Regions from separate parts of the Oryctolagus cuniculus genome. Here region 2 is linked to region 1. A link is a contact called in public Micro-C data. All regions are on one chromosome and are shown on one strand. Each heading gives the region's core, a stretch centred on a gene start, on an enhancer-like site or on the middle of the called end of the contact. The rest is flanking DNA. Distances are from core to core; before and after follow the strand shown.

The links. A called contact is a pair of places that touch in the nucleus more often than the background predicts.
Region 2: a Micro-C map of ear pinna shows a contact between it and region 1, with 4 times the contacts expected there. The contact joins the promoter of TEX9 here to the promoter of RFX7 in region 1. A contact is called at or near these places in 2 of 6 Hi-C or Micro-C datasets (ear pinna and an unstated tissue).

Annotation. Positions count from the first base shown.
Region 1 is chr12:78,907,507-78,911,179 of mOryCun1.1, forward strand. It overlaps RFX7 (regulatory factor X7), which reads right to left and starts at 1,619. Exons shown (of 10, transcript XM_070054229.1): 1 at 1,485-1,619. The coding sequence starts at 1,608. LOC138844690 (a long non-coding RNA gene) reads left to right here and starts at 641. Exons shown (of 4, transcript XR_011380915.1): 1 at 641-1,098.
Region 2 is chr12:79,062,026-79,065,482 of mOryCun1.1, forward strand. TEX9 (testis expressed 9) reads left to right here and starts at 1,497. Exons shown (of 12, transcript XM_002717709.4): 1 at 1,497-1,641; 2 at 1,749-1,840. The coding sequence starts at 1,615.

The DNA of each region.
Region 1 (3,673 bases), core at 369-2,868:
GGGAGGGAGGGAGGGAAGATGGGGGCGCGGGGAAGGGTGAGGGAAGAGACGGGGAGGGGAGGACGAAGGGGGGAGAGGGGGGGAGGGGAGGAGGAGGAGGAGGAGGAGGAGGAGGAGGAAGGAAGCTGGATAAGCTAGGCCTATACCCCAGAGCTCGAGTGAGTCGCTTTCGCCTGCCGCCTGGGGGACATCACCGGGGAGACCGAGCGGCCGGGCGCTTCACCGCGGGAGAGGCATGGCGGCGCCCCTCAGCCCCCCGCCGCCGCCGCCTTCTCCCGTCAGCGGCCGGGGCTGGGGGGGGTTGAGGAGGGGGCGTCTGACGACGAGGTGCGGGGGGCAGGTTGCCCCCAAAATCCAACGAGAACGGCTGATCAGGGACTCCACGGCCCAGCCTTCCTTCCTTGCCCCGGGGCTTTCTACTCCGGGTTCCCCGCGCCGCTGCAGCCCCAGGCTCTGCTCCACGCCACTCCCCACGCCGCCGCCGCCGCCGCCGCCGCTCGCTCCCGGCCCCGCCGCCGCCGCCGCCGCCGCCGCCGCCGCGGCCGCTGCTGCCCTGCCAGCCCCGGAGGCAGCCCAGTGCGCGCAGCCGCACTGCGGCCCGGCGCAGACGGCACAACACCTACCGCTCCGCCCGGGGAGGGGGGGTGGGGGGGCGTGGACGAGGGTGTGCGGGTTACGGACGCGGGGGGCTGGGAGGGGGGCACACGGGTGCGGAGGGCGGGCGCGGGCCGGCGCGGCCGAGAAGCGCGCGCCGCCGGGGGCAGAGAGGGGACCGGCCCAGCTGGTGGCGGAGGCCGGGATAGCGTGGGGGAGGTGCCGGCGAGAGAAAGAGAACTTGCGCGAGGAGGAGGAGGAAGAGGAGGTGGAGAAACCACATTTAATGATATTTGGCGTGGAAATGGGATTTTTTTTGGGGGGTGGGGTGGGGGGGAGAACGTATCTTGGAAGCGGGTCAAGTGAAATTCATCAACGTGAGCCCCCCTCCCCTCGACCAGGAGGATGACTTCCTGCCTCCGCAAATGAAGGCAGGTAAGAGGCTAAGCTGACTTTGCAGAAGCCCCCAGCGCTGAGGACCCGTTGGAATCCACCACCCTCGAGGTAATTCGGTCTTGAACGGAAGTCGCAAGACGGGAGCTGGGTTGAGTGCTCCTCGGTCGGGCATTCAAAGCCCTCCAAATCTGGCCCCACTTTAGCTATCCAATCATAGCTCCCTTCATCCCCCTGCAAGAACTCCGGGCTCCAATCAGGCCAGTCTCCATGCCATCCTCAGCGCGCAGCAGATGCATTCTTCCTTCGTGCCTTTGCTCATGCGGTTCCCCTGCACCTCCCCACCCCACCCCCTTTCCAGGAATGCCCTCCCTCCTCCTTTATACGGCTCCCAATTCAACCCAGGCTCCAAGGCATAGGCTCAAGTCGCGGCTTGTCAGGGTCCCTGGCAGCCAAGGCCCCTGCCTGGCTCTGAGAGAAACGCGTGCAATACTCACAACAACATGGAGGCTTAGGCTTCAGCCAGCAGCTCCGTCCTTTGGAGCCAGTTAAACCCCCTCCCTCCCCGCCGACACACACACACACACACAGGCTCTGCACCACTCCCCCTTTTCCATTCATACTGAACAGCTTTGCCCTCTGCCACAAACGAGCCAGTCCCCTTTAAGAGCACAAGGATTGGCTGTTCTAGGTAGGGCTGGTCAGGGAGGCCTAAGCCGCCTGGGTGTAGAAGACAACAGCCAAGGCCCTGGCACCAGATGCAACAGCTGCTCGGCTCACGCTGACCTTTCTCTGGGCCTGTGGGTGTTAGGAGCCCTTCAGCTTGAAGAGTTTCTATCAGGTTTCTACCTGTCAGATTTCCTGGCCACTTTCCTGTTGTGCATGGACTTTGGGCTGTGAGGCCCTGTCACCCTTTAGATTCCCAGTGGATGGTGAATCTGATTGGCATGAGTGGCTTGGCCTTTGAGTGCTCAGTTCCCTGCCTTGGCCTGAAACCCTCTTGCTTTTGTGCACGGTGCCCTCGGGCCTGGTTCACAGACTTCAAGCCCAGACTTACCCTGAATACTTGCACATGGTGAGGATGGGGTGGGAGAGGGACACCTGTGTATCACACACAGCTCCTCTGTGAGGATCCAGGACTCTGGGATTCTTTTGTACTCTAAATACCCATTGCACTGATTGCATCACACAAATGAACCCCCTTTTCCATAACCTGAGGTCACTATTAGCTTAACCACTTTAGTAAACTATAGGTTATTAAGGGGATTCATTTCACTTAGGTGCCCTCTGTAAAGACAGGATTTTTCTGGACCAAACTGACAGACATGGTGTGCACTGTACAGAAGCTTTGAAGAAGCATAGAGGTAGCTGCCATTCATTGAACATGTTCAGTGTGTCCACCTAGCACTTGCCATACATTATCATGGTAATTCCTCCCCAAAATTATATGTACAGATTATTATTCCCCATCTTACAGATAAAACAAGATCAGAGGCTAGATAATATTCTGAAGTTAGTGCAAGGAGCCAGGATTTGATCCTGAAAGTTTAATTTCAGAACCTGCAAACCATGCTACAACTTGGGTTATATTGAAAACCCTTGAATGTTTATCTATGAGCTCTATATCCATGGGGAAGATGGAGGAAGTAAAAAGTTACCAACTTCCTAGGTTCTACTTTCTTAACTTGCCAAGAGAGAATGGTGGCCCTATGTTGCCACATCCTAGGAAGGGCCGATAGGGAGTGGGAAACTCATGGAAGGAAGCCGACTGAGATCTGCTTAGGTCCTTAGAAAAACGCAGCTGACAACCAAGACTCTACAGTCCCCTACCTGGTATTACATGGGCTGGCTTCCTGAGTGCAACTCTTTGAGTTTTTAGCATAAAAAAACCATGTTTCCCCCAGCAACCACTAGAGGGCTCAGCAGAACTGCAACCCTAAGCCGCCCTCTACCGACGGTGCTGATGAGAGGGGTGTGTGTGGAGGCCTTTGGGCCTTTAGGACCTAACGTGCCCCTGAAGAAGACATGAGAATTCCTGGGTCACCCAGTAATGAGAGAGTAGCAGATAGTATCAGGCTGAAGAGACCTTATTGCCTGTCCTGGGGGTAGGGGGAGGTCAGCCCCCACTGCCCACTTGTGAAATGTGTTTTATTACTGTCTTCAGAGAAGGCTGTGAATAAAATTATGCCACTGAGAAAACTGAAGAAAAAAAAATGGATGACGTTACCCAGAATTTTGGGTAGAGCCTCAGGCCTTACCCAGAGACCCTCTGTAAGGGCAAGAGGGTAGCCATGTGCTCCTCAAATTGTGTGTAAACGTCTCTCAGTAAACACTGTGCTGAGGACCCAGAATCACCCAGAATCAACGTGGCTTGTTTTCTCAGAGCTTCAGTTTGACTCACTGGGAGGTAGTGTAAATCATTATAGGAAGCATGTATTTTTAAGATAACTGGCCAGATTTGGAGCTTGTATTTCTCAGCCCTAGGGAGTATAAGTTAATTTTCCCAGTGGAAAATTTTAAGGAACACTAGTGTGGTTGGGAAAGAAACACTCTCATCTCAGAATCAGAAGTCCTGGAAATTAAAATCTTCTGTTTCCATCTCTATAAAAATGAAAATAATGACCTACCTCAGAGGGTTATAGTAAGAAATAGCATATAAATGAAGAAGTTTTGCATACATATAGAG
Region 2 (3,457 bases), core at 247-2,746, 150 kb after region 1:
CCTGCCTGGTGGGTGTGAAGTAGTATTTCATGGAGGTTTTATTTTTCATTTCTGTGAAGACTGAATATATAGAACCTGTTCTGTTTATCTGTTGAGTATCTTTGGAGAAATTACTATCAAAGATCCTTTACCCATATTTGATTTGGCTTTCTGCATTTTTACTTTTGAAGTTCAATAATTCTTTATATAGTTTAGACATAAGCCTCTTCCAGATACATAATCTGTAAAATTCTCCTTGTGTTTTTATTGCAATTTTTTGAAACAAAAATGCTTATTTTGATGATCTCCAGTTTATCCGTTATTCTTTCGTCACTTTTCATTTGTGGTTTTGGTGTTACATTCAAGAATCCACCACCTAATTCAAGAGCATGAAGATTTACACCTATGATTTCTTTGAAGAGCTTTATAGTTTAAGCTTTGAAGTTTAGGTCTTTGTTCCATTTTAATATTTGCACATGGTGGGGCCGGTGCTGTGGCATAGCAGGTAAAGCTGCCACTTGCAGTGCCGGCATCCCATATGGGTGTCAGTTCAAGTCCTAGATGTTCCACTTCCGATTCGGCTCTGTTATGGCCTGGGAAAGCAGTGGAAGATGGCCCAGGTCCTTGGGCCCTTGCATCCACATGGGAGACTTGGAGGAGGCTCCTGGCTCCTGGCTCCGGATATGCTCAGCTCTGGCCACTGGGGCCATCTGGGGAGTGAACCAGAAGATGTAAGACCTCTCTTTCTCTCTCTCTCTCTCTCTCTCTGCCTCTGCCTTTCTGTAAATCTGCCTTTCAAATAAATGAATAAATCTTTTTAAAAACTTGTGCATGGTATAAGGTAAGGTCCAATCCATTCTTTTGCATGTGGATATCCAACTGTTGTCCATTTGTGGTCGAGTACTCTTAGCCCACTGAATGTCCGACTACCCTGGTGATCAGTTGCTCGTTCATGTGAAGGCTTATTTCTGGACTCTCAATTTGACTCCGGAATAACCGGCACCGGGGACTTTTTACGGTGTTCCCTGATTCTCAGGCTGATATCATTTATGCCTCAGACTAACCCTGTGAACTGGGCACTACTCTTCCTCCCATTTCACAGATGAGGCAGCTGAGGTAACAGAGGGATTTCCCACGGCGGTACTTAGCAGCAGAACCAGAATATGAACTTAGGCCGACCGATTTGACAGCCCGAGCTCCTCCCGCTCTGAATAAACGTTAGAAATCAGAACTTGAGAAAAGAATGCATTTTACATAAAGGGGCTTAGGCTCACATTGGCCACGAATGGTTGGGAAAGCACAACAGGGTAGGGCGTCACTCGCCTGCTTGCTATGGAGTATTAGAAACAGACCTGCGTTCTTTGGCTGGAGCCCTTTCACCCCTATTCGAGAATACACTCGGGCTTTAGTCAAAGCACTACATCGGCTTCTCCGGTTCCCGGACCGGCCGGGTGGAGCTGGATCGAACCGCCGAACCGCCGAGCCGCCGCGCCCACTGCCCCGCCCCCGGGCTCGGCCCCAACGCTCGCGCCGAGCGCCCGGGGAGAGGGAAGGGACCTCCCGCCCCTGCGGGATGCGGAACCTCTCGCGGGAAGATGCGTCGTTGCCTCGGTAACCGCGTCGTGGCCGCGAAAGATGGCGGGGCGAAGTCTTGGTCGGAGGGTCAGTTCACCCCCAGCCTCCAGGGGGTGGCGGTTGGGCCCTCCGCGGCAGGGAGGCCTAATAACTCAGTTGATCTCCAGGTCTGAAAGGCTCTGCCTCTTTTACAGGGACGCAGCGTTCCCGGGACGCCGCTCCCGTCGCGCGTGCGGCAGCCTGCGGCTCCCCGACGGGACCTCCTCGCCCAGGAGGAAGAATATAAGTAAGACACTTGGAAGTTGAGCCTTTTTTCTCTCTCTGACGAGCACTTTTCCGGGAGACTGGCCGCGTCTTTGGGGTTGCTCCCCCGGGTAGCGTTGCTTTCCCAGCATCCCGCCCCCCCTGGCCGCCGTGGTTCCTCGCTTGCCTCTCAGAAGATACTTGAAGGGGGCGAAAGTCTTGCTCAAGGAGACGTGTTCTTTAGCTAGATGACACTGTTGAAAGCATTCGGATAGCAGGAGCCGCCACGGCCACTTTCGGTTCCTGGTTTCGCGTAACTTCCAGGGCCTGGAGTCGACGTGAGGTGCATTTCTCTGGAGGTTGAAAGCACGTTTCTCCGTGCGGCTGGAAGTACCGTTCTCATCCTCCGTTGTCACACAGAAGCCCGGGCACTCTGGTTAATTTGAGCATGTCGTTCCTCTGCGTGAAAAGCCGCACTGGTTTCCTGTCGCGCTTCAGAAACTGACGCATCCGGCTCCTGCCTATGCTTTTATTTGATCTTGTGCCCGCGCCTCTATGTGTGTGTTTGTTTTCTATTAACTTTTCCAATCTTGGTGGCCTTTTAGTTCTGAAAACTTTTTCCTTCTCTTCCTTGAGGATGATCACACCTGCTTTCCACCTTGATTACGTTAAATACTAGGCTATGTGTTGTTTGTTGTTGCTATCTTTCGAGTTTTTCTTTTGTAATTAGTATAATTTGTTAGAGTCAATTCATTGGTTTTAGATTTTGTGTCTCTTCTACTAAAGGACAGTTCCACAAGGGCAGAGACCATGTTTGTTTTATTTGCCATCTGACATTCTTATGGAAGCATATTTTAGCAACCCCTTCTTTTTAATTAAAACTAGAATAACTGTGGTGCCAAAGGCTACGTCACTGGCTGCAGTGCCAGCATCCTGTAAGATCCCCAATTGGAGTCCTGGCTGCTCGACTTCTGATCCAGCTCCCTGCTAATGCACCTGGGAAGCAGCAGAGGATGGCCCAAGTACTTAGGCCCCTGCACCCTCGTGGGAGTCCCAGATGGGATTCTAGGCTCCTGGCTGAGCGCTGGCCTCTGCAGCCATTTGTGGCGTGAACCAGCAGATGGAAGATACTTCTCTAACTCTCCCTTTGAAATAATAATAAAAAAAACATTTAAAATTTGGAAAACAATCTGGCAATTCTTCAGAGTGTTAAATAGTTACTATCATATATGTAAAATCAAAGCATATTTAAAATTAATACTGAAGGGGGCCGACGCCATGTCTCACTTGGTTAATCCTTCTCCTGCGGCCCCCGCATCCCATATGTGCGCCAGGTTCTAGTCCTGGTTGATCCTCTTCCAGGCCAGCTCTCTGCTGTGGCCCGGGAGGGCAGTGGAGGATGGCCCAAGTGCTTGGGCCCTGCACCCCATGGGAGACCAGGAGGAAGCACCTGGCTCTTGGCTTCGGATCGGCGCAGTGCTGGCCGTGGCGGCCATTAGGGGAGTGAACCAACAGAAGGAAGACCTCTCTGTGTGTGTGTCTCTCTCTGTCTATAACTCTGTCAAATATAAAAAAAAAAAAATTAATACTGAAGTGCACTGTCTTTAGATGGGCTAAACACAAGCCAAATTGCCACAGCATGTAGGCAGGCAGTCATCCT